2 separate regions of the Zea mays genome follow, and region 1 is linked to region 2. The links are chromatin contacts, called in public Hi-C maps. All regions are on one chromosome and are shown on one strand. Each heading gives the region's core, a stretch centred on a gene start, on an enhancer-like site or on the middle of the called end of the contact. The rest is flanking DNA. Distances are from core to core; before and after follow the strand shown. Region 1 has its middle 8.9 kb from the start of LOC111590344. Region 2 holds the start of LOC103640946 (F-box/LRR-repeat protein 3).

What was found. A called contact is a pair of places that touch in the nucleus more often than the background predicts.
Region 1: a Hi-C map of leaf shows a contact between it and region 2, with 2.2 times the contacts expected there. The contact joins the enhancer-like site here to the promoter of LOC103640946 in region 2. A contact is called at or near these places in 6 of 25 Hi-C or Micro-C datasets (bundle sheath, ear, endosperm and 2 more).

The regions. Positions count from the first base shown.
Region 1 is chr10:23,438,880-23,442,833 of Zm-B73-REFERENCE-NAM-5.0, reverse strand. No RefSeq gene overlaps it. Among protein-coding and RNA genes, the nearest start is that of LOC111590344, 8.9 kb to the left of the region's middle. Within about 2 kb of position 1,388, at least 16 of the 20 cell types and tissues checked have an H3K27ac peak or open chromatin away from gene starts, as enhancers often do. A contact at or near this core is called in bundle sheath, ear and leaf, where this site is marked.
Region 2 is chr10:23,347,605-23,351,734 of Zm-B73-REFERENCE-NAM-5.0, reverse strand. LOC103640946 (F-box/LRR-repeat protein 3) reads left to right here and starts at 1,536. Exons shown (of 7, transcript XM_008664387.3): 1 at 1,536-2,700; 2 at 3,882-4,007. The coding sequence starts at 2,044.

The DNA.
Region 1 (3,954 bases), core at 139-2,638, 91 kb before region 2:
CTCAAACCAAACATGACCTAATATAGCTACCTCCTATAATGATCTATTATAAAAAAACATTTCTCTACAATATTTATGTAATTTGCAAGCGCGCCCAAGGGCGCACGCCAACCACTAGTAAGCCATTAGTTAGGATTACAAATCATGTGTCATTCGGGTGGGAGTGTTTAGCACCAATGCGTAAACCCAAGATATAAGGAATGATTAACACACAAGGTAATCCTTAAAGTTCATAACATTAAGACACATGCATAAAAAGTAAAGTGAATTGAAGTTGCATAGATAAAGAACGTGGTCAAAGGACACTTGCCTTGTACAAACTCTCTTTTTTTTTGCTTGAGTTATACAAAAGCATGTTCCATGGTAGCCTCAAACAGATCCCCTTCTATATGCATCGAACATGGCACCCACATGAGCAACGAATGGTAACTTGTCAACTGAACTAGTATAATAATGGAAACAAATGGATTGACTATGGTGTTATTCGTTTTGACTTATTTTCTCTATCCTTCATCCTTTGATTTCTTGTATTCATTGCCAAGGGGAGAAAGCATTATCGTTTTAACTGTGTTGCCCCGTTATGCTTCCTCGTGGTTGCAGCAGAGTAAACCTAAATATATAAGAAAACTAAGGAGGTGTTTGGTTTAAGGAATCACTACATCCAAATTAAGGTGGTGCATCATGGGTTCATTTCGCAAATTTGGTGGGATGACCCCATTACTCATATTAGTACTAACTAAATAACTATGAGGAATAAGATGATGATGGATCAACTCATTCCATTCCACAAACCAAACAAAAATAGTGAGGAATGAGAAGATGATGGACTAGCTCATTCCTCAAACCAAACACCCTATAAAGTACTTGATAGAGTCCGCCTTTTTCCCCTAAAGTATCTTTAACTTATCTAACTCTGGTATTTGAACTATTAAAACGATTTAATTTTGATCCCTCGACGAGGTGGATTTTGGTTATTTTCGGACGGTTGCAGCGCTCAAAATTAAACGGCTTTAACAGCTAATAAGGTGTCAAAATCAGACGGTTTTGTAGCTCTGAATTTAAATTAGACAAAAGCAAGAGTCGGACAAACACATCTATTAATAACGTCTTCTTTCCGTGTACGGGCAATAATTTATTAAATTTATATCAATCAAACATCTGATCCAATCACAGTCCGTTTTTTTTATCCTAAGTCATAGATAAATCACGGTCGTATTCGTCTTCTCTCTCCTCTGTCACCGAACCTTCCAAGAAAATTCCATAGCCGCCTCACGTGTCCGAATCATCAGGGGGAAATTTGCTTTGGCACAACGCCTTTTCCGTTCCCGAAAGCTCAATTATTCGGTCGGCCTGTACGTGGCTGCTGACATCACTCGTGCTTACTGCAGCAGTTCAATGGATGGATGTGAGCCGCCGCTTCTCATATCACACTTCGAATGGCTCATGTGCTAGGCGATACTATGCTAGGGGTGGTATCCCATATTCGCATGGCGATGGGAACTTGTCTCTGTCTCTCATGAAGAGAGTTTTCTGACTTGACGTTAGTAGGTTTCTATTCTTTAATTATTGGAATCTAGAACCATCTCTAGGAATTAGTGTCCTACTTTACCTAATAGCAATGAATGGTTGCGTGCGTGGAGATTCTTCCTGCTTTACCTAATAGCAATGAATTGTTGTGTATAAGTACAGGTAGTACTCCCTCAGTCCTAGTATATAAGGCGTAACCACATATAGTTTAAAAACCAAGAAATGTATTTAATTATGTCTATACTAATTCTAATGGTAGTCACATTTCATCCCATAGAGAACCAAATTAAGATCACACCTGCAACTGTTGCATTTCACAACATAATTAGAGGACAAAATGGAGACAAAAGATATGTCGGCGTTTCGAGACAGGGGGTCCCTAAGCCGACGAGTGAGTGTGCTACGTGCCCCAGCCCAGATGGGTCGAGCGCGTGGGCGAGCGCGAAGGGGGGAGAGGCGAGGTGGCCGGAGTCGAGCGTGAGAGAGGTGGAAGTCCCGCGGCCTTCGTGTTCGTCCCGCGCCCAGGTCAGGTGCGCTTGCAGTAGGGGGGTTACAAGCGTCCACGCGGGTGAGGGAAGCGAGCGGCCCCAAGAGAGCGCCTGTCCCGTCCTCGGTCCCGCGCGGCCAACCTTCTCTAAGAAGGCCCTGGTCCTCCCTTTTATAGTCGTAAGGAGAGGATCCAGGTGTACAATGGGGGGTGTAGCAGAGTGCTACGTGTCTAGCGGAGGGAGAGCTAGCGCCCTAGGTACATACCAATGTGGCAGCCGGAGAGATCTGGGCACCCTGCTGGCGTGATGTCGTGGCTGTCGGAGGTGCGGCGGAGCCTGGCGGAGGGACAGCTGTTGGAGCGGTCGAGTCCCTGCTGACGTCGTCCTGCTTCCGTAAGAGAGCTGGGGGCCGCCGTCGTCATAGAGCTTGTGGAGCGCCATCATTGCCCCTCCGGTGGAGCTGGCCGGATGGGACGCCGGTCTTGTTCTCCGTGACCCGAGTCGATTCGGGGTAGGATGATGATGGCGCTTCCTGTTGACGTGGCGGTCTGTGCTCTAGGCAGGGCGACGTGGGGGTTCCTCCGAAGCCGAGGTTGAGTCTGCCTTCCGTTGCCGTGGCCGAGCCCGAGCCATGGGGTCGGGCGAGGCGGAAGTCGTTCGGCCGAGGCCAGGGCGGAGTCCGAGCCCTGGGGTCGGGCGAGGCGGAGTTTCGTCGTCTTCCGGGTCTTAGCCCGAGTCCGAGCCCTGGGGTCGGGCGGAGCGGAGTTCGCCGTCTTCCGGGTCTTAGCCCGAGTCCGAGCCCTGGGGTCGGGCGGAGCGGAGTTCGCCGTCTTCCGGGTCTTAGCCCGAGTCCGAGCCCTGGGGTCGGGCGGAGCGGAGTTCGCCGTCTTCCGGGTCTTAGCCCGAGTCCGAGCCCTGGGGTCGGGCGGAGCGGAGTTCGCCGTCTTCCGGGTCTTAGCCCGAGTCCGAGCCCTGGGGTCGGGCGGAGCGGAGTTCGCCGTCTTCCGGGTCTTAGCCCGAGTCCGAGCCCTGGGGTCGGGCGGAGCGGAGTTCGCCGTCTTCCGGGTCTTAGCCCGAGTCCGAGCCCTGGGGTCGGGCGGAGCGGAGTTCGCCGTCTTCCGGGTCTTAGCCCGAGTCCGAGCCCTGGGGTCGGGCGGAGCGGAGTTCGCCGTCTTCCGGGTCTTAGCCCGAGTCCGAGCCCTGGGGTCGGGCGGAGCGGAGTTCGCCGTCTTCCGGGTCTTAGCCCGAGTCCGAGCCCTGGGGTCGGGCGGGGCGGAGTTCGCCGTGGTGCCTTTGGCAAGGCCTGACTGCCTGTCAGACTCACTCTGTCGAGTGGCACTGCAGTCGGAGTGGCGCAGGCGGCGCTGTCCTTCTGTCAGACTGGCCAGTGGAGTGGTGGAGTGACGGCGGTCACTTCGGCTCTGCCGGGGGCGCGTGTCAGGATGAAGGTGTCAGGCCACCTTTGCGTTAAATGCCCCTGCAATTTGGTCAGTCGGTGTGGCGATTTAGTCAAGGTTGCTTCTGAGCGAAGCCAAGGCCTCGGGCGAGCCGGTGATGTGTCCGCCATAAAAAGGGGGCCTCGGGCGAGACGGAAGTCTCTCGAGGTCGGCTGCCCTTGGCCGAGGCTAGGCTCGGGTGAAGCGTGATCGAGTCACTCGTGTGGACTGATCCCTGACTTAATCGTACCCATCAGGCCTTTGCAGCTTTATGCTGATGGGGGTTACCAGCTGAGAATTAGGCGTCTTGAGGGTACCCCTAATTATGGTCCCCGACAGTAGCCCCCGAGCCTCGAAGGGAGTGTTAGCACTCGCTTGGAGGCTTTTGTCGCACTTTTTTGCAAGGGGACCAGCCTTTCTCGGTTGCATTTCGTTCCGGTGGGTGCGCGCGAGCGCACCCGCCGGGTGTAGCCCCCGAGGCCTCGGAGGAGTGGTTACACTCC
Region 2 (4,130 bases), core at 287-2,786:
AGAGAGGTCTTGGGTTTTCCCCCCTCTTGCCCAAGGTAGTAAGTGCACAAAAGCTTGAGTGATGCTTCTTAGGTCATTAACAATCTTGATTAACACATGGTCTCCAAGGTTCTTATGTTCTCCTTAAGTTTTTACCACAGGTGATCACAGTCCTTAGTACCAAGGTGTGCTCTAGCCATGGTAACACCTGAGGTGTTACAGCCCTCCCCCCTTAAAGGAATCTCGTCCCGAGATTTTAGGCAGTGTCCTCTAGAGGGGTGCTACGAAGGTACGTTGGTGTGATGTTCCTTCTTTTGTTCAAGTTTCTCTAGTTAACTGCTCTTCGAATGTCATTCTCTTTGCAACTTCAGAAGGAAGTCCTTTTTAAGTTAAATCCACAACTTAGACTACCCTTGTTATCTAAGTCCTTTTTAAGTTAAATCCACATGTGTTGAGGTGGATTGTAGTGTAAATTAGTTTAAGTTACATCCCAATCCACCTCAATACAAGTGGATTAGGGTCAACACTAGAGTACCCAAACTAGGCCTCAAAGAAAATTGGAGTGAGGATTTTAGCCCCTCCAAGTCTCCAACCTCCTCTAGTTGTGTGGCTCATAAACTAATTCTGAGATTAAGTTTCCAAACTAGCTCTTATTACATTTATAAAAGCAATAAAGCATGATCGTATGGAAAATAAAAAGTGAAAGCTATAGTAGTACTAGAATGACACATGTACGTGATGACATAAATGATGAAAGGAATACAATGACATCGGTTAGTTCAGAATGTGATTCCTGCGACGATAACCAAGAGTATGACTCCCAGTATTTATCATTTTTGATAATGTTCTTTCTTCTCCTTCTTTTAAAAAAATAAATAAAAAGAGAAGAAACATTGCCGGTCAGCTACACTAGCAAACTGTCAAAAGCTACCCCTGGCCCTACCCATTGCACAGTTTTTCAATTTGTGAAATGCAAGTTTTTCAATTTGTGAAATGCAAGTGGCACCGTCGTTTGGGCCTGTTCGCTTCTGTTCGCTTATGATTAAATTTGATTGTTTAAACTGTTATAGCTATAAACTATAGAGACAAAAACAATATAAAAATAGTAGAAACCAGTATACACTTTCTACTCCATATTAAATCACGATCTAGTATCTTTTCGTCTCATTCAATTTTACACACTGTTAGCGGTACCCATCTCGTCGCATCTTACTTAGGTTTCTTCGTACGTCAGGTAGAAAATTCGAACCCTGTACCCTGCTAGTTTGATGTTAAGTGATTTGCTTCTATTACTCTAACTCATGTCTATTTGTTAAAATATTGAAAAATTATACCTATACTAATAATTTAAACATAAACAATAATCATGAAACCAACCGTTGTAACGTAAGAGTAAATAATTAGTTCAATTAGCTATGTATATATTAATCCATTTCAAATAAAAAGAAAAGAAAATTTGCTGCGGGTCCGAGAGTAGGGCCGGGCGTTTTAGTCATCTTCTCCACCGCATTACCAGCGATTGATCAGGTGTCACCTTCGACCCTCACCCGAGGCAGGCGGTATTCCGACCGGCATCACCTATCCACATCTTTCTCCCTCTCTCTCTCTCTCCTCTTCCGTCCCTCCTCTCTCCCTCTCTACGCCACGCCTCCACCTCCACACCTGCACGCCTCTCGCTCTCTCTCCTCACCTGTCGAGCTGCCCACAGCCCGTACGTACCTGCCCCCAGTCCCAGTCCCCGCCGCCCCGCCTGCCCGACCCGCGGCTTATCCACCACGTCCGCCGCTGGGCTGGATCGATCGGGACCGGTATCGCGCCGCCGCCGCTGCCCTCGGCACTCGCGGGATCCTGTTCCTACCATGCAGCAGCGCTGCGCCCTTGCCCGACCGCGCCGGCCCGCCGAACCGCGCGTTCCGCTCCCCGACGATCACTCCCTCGTCGCCGTCTTCTCCTTCCTCTTCATCCCCACCTAAATCAACCTCCTCGCCGCGAAATTCTGCTACAATTTCTTCATCTTCCCTTCCCGCCGGGAGCGGACGGATCGCCGCTTCCTCGGCCGGCGGGATGAGCCGGGAGGCGCAGAAACTCGACTGCGCCGCCGGCGCCGGGGGGATCGGGGTCCTGTCGCTGGACCTACTGGGCCAGGTGCTGGAACACCTGCGGGAGCCCCGGGACCGCAAGACGTGCCGCCTCGTCAGCCGCGCCTTCGAGCGCGCCGAGGCCGCGCACCGCCGCGCGCTTCGGGTGCTCCGACGCGAGCCGCTCCCGCGCCTGCTCCGCGCGTTCCCGGCGCTCGAGCGGCTCGACCTCTCCGCCTGCGCCTCGCTCGACGACGCCTCCCTCGCCGCGGCCGTCGCCGACGCCGGCGGAGGGCTCGCCGGCCTCCGCAGCGTGTGCCTCGCGCGGGCCAATGGTGTCGGCTGGCGCGGCCTCGAGGCGCTCGTCGCGGCCTGCCCCAAGCTCGCGGCCGTCGACCTGTCGCACTGCGTCACCGCCGGGGACCGCGAGGCCGCCGCGTTGGCGGCGGCGTCCGAGCTCAGGGACCTGAGGCTGGACAAATGCCTTGCCGTCACCGACATGGGGCTCGCCAAGGTGGCTGTTGGGTGCCCCAAGCTGGAGAAGCTCAGCCTCAAGTGGTGCCGTGAGATCTCTGACATTGGAATTGATCTGCTGGCCAAGAAGTGCCCTGAGCTCCGCAGCCTCAACATATCCTACCTCAAGGTTACTATTACTATATTGTATGAGTTATTGAACCGTTCATTGCTTGAGTAGTGGATTGATGAAAGATGGTAATTTGTGGGTAGATGTTTGGACTAGCAATTGATACAATGTTTATAGAAATGACGAAAATGTCATATGCAGCAACACACCTAAAGTAAGCACCATTGTCCAAAGAATTTTTGGGCAGTTTAGTTATTATGATACCCAAGTACCCAACAAGAGCTGCACAAACCAAATTTCAGATACATGGTGGTGGTACAGAATTGGTAGCATGATATGTTAAATCTCAACTTTAACCTGCAAATTATCATAAATCTTGTGAAGTCGGACTTAAGTTGGAAGCTAGTGCATATCGGCGAGAAAGTGCTATTCAAACATTATGAGTCATATTGTTGGTGGCTATTTTTAATAAATTCACATACTGTAGGAAATGGTTACATCTTCACTTCTCTTTTCCTGTCTGTAGGTAGTGACAGCTTAGAGTGTACAGTAGTTACATGTAACACCTGGCCTGTTTGGACTTTCTTTGCCAGGTTTTAAAAATCAGTACAGTAATGAGTATTTGATAGGTGATGCTACCTAGTGATTACTCCCTCCGTCCCAGTATATAAGGCGTAACCAACTCTGGTTCAAAGACTAAGAAATGTATTTAATTCTATCTATACCACTGCATCGATGTACGTATGCACAGAGAGAGCACGCCTTATATTGTGGGACAAGAACAAAAAGTGGTTACGCCTTATATTATGGGACGGAGGGAGTAGAAGATGTAATTGTGGTAAAATCAGGCAATATGCTAACTAGTAGTGATTAGAAGGTGATTAAAAGGCGGTTGTATAGTAACAGCTAGGGACATCCATTATTTTAACATAACAAGCCTGAGGAATGGCCTAATAGGCCCATTTTGAAAGCAATCTGTGCCATGCAAATGATTATGTTGTGATACTGGATAACCCCAGATTGGAAGTTTAAAGTTAGAGTTGTACTTAGCATACGAAATATCATGATCCATACATTTTGCCGTCCACTGAGGTGTTAGGTGTGTGACTATAAAGAGCCTGGGCGCTTAATGAATTTGTGGCCCAAGTCTTGCATTATTTATTTTTTTCATTGATAGTATAATGGCATCATTCCATTATACTACTTGTTTGCACTATATGCTTATATTTCTTGTGTTGCAGGTGGGCAATGGATCCCTTGGATCAATTTCGTCACTTGAGAGGCTTGAGGAATTGGCAATGGTTTGTTGTTCAGGTATAGATGACGAAGGCTTGGAATTGCTGAGCAAGGGGAGCGATTCGCTGCAGGTAATCACTTCTTGGGATGTTAAACTTTCATAGATTTTTTATGGCTGATGCACAACATTGTGTCAATTTGATTATTTAAAATTTGAACAGTTTTCGTTATTAGCCTCCTTATTGTGACTTTGC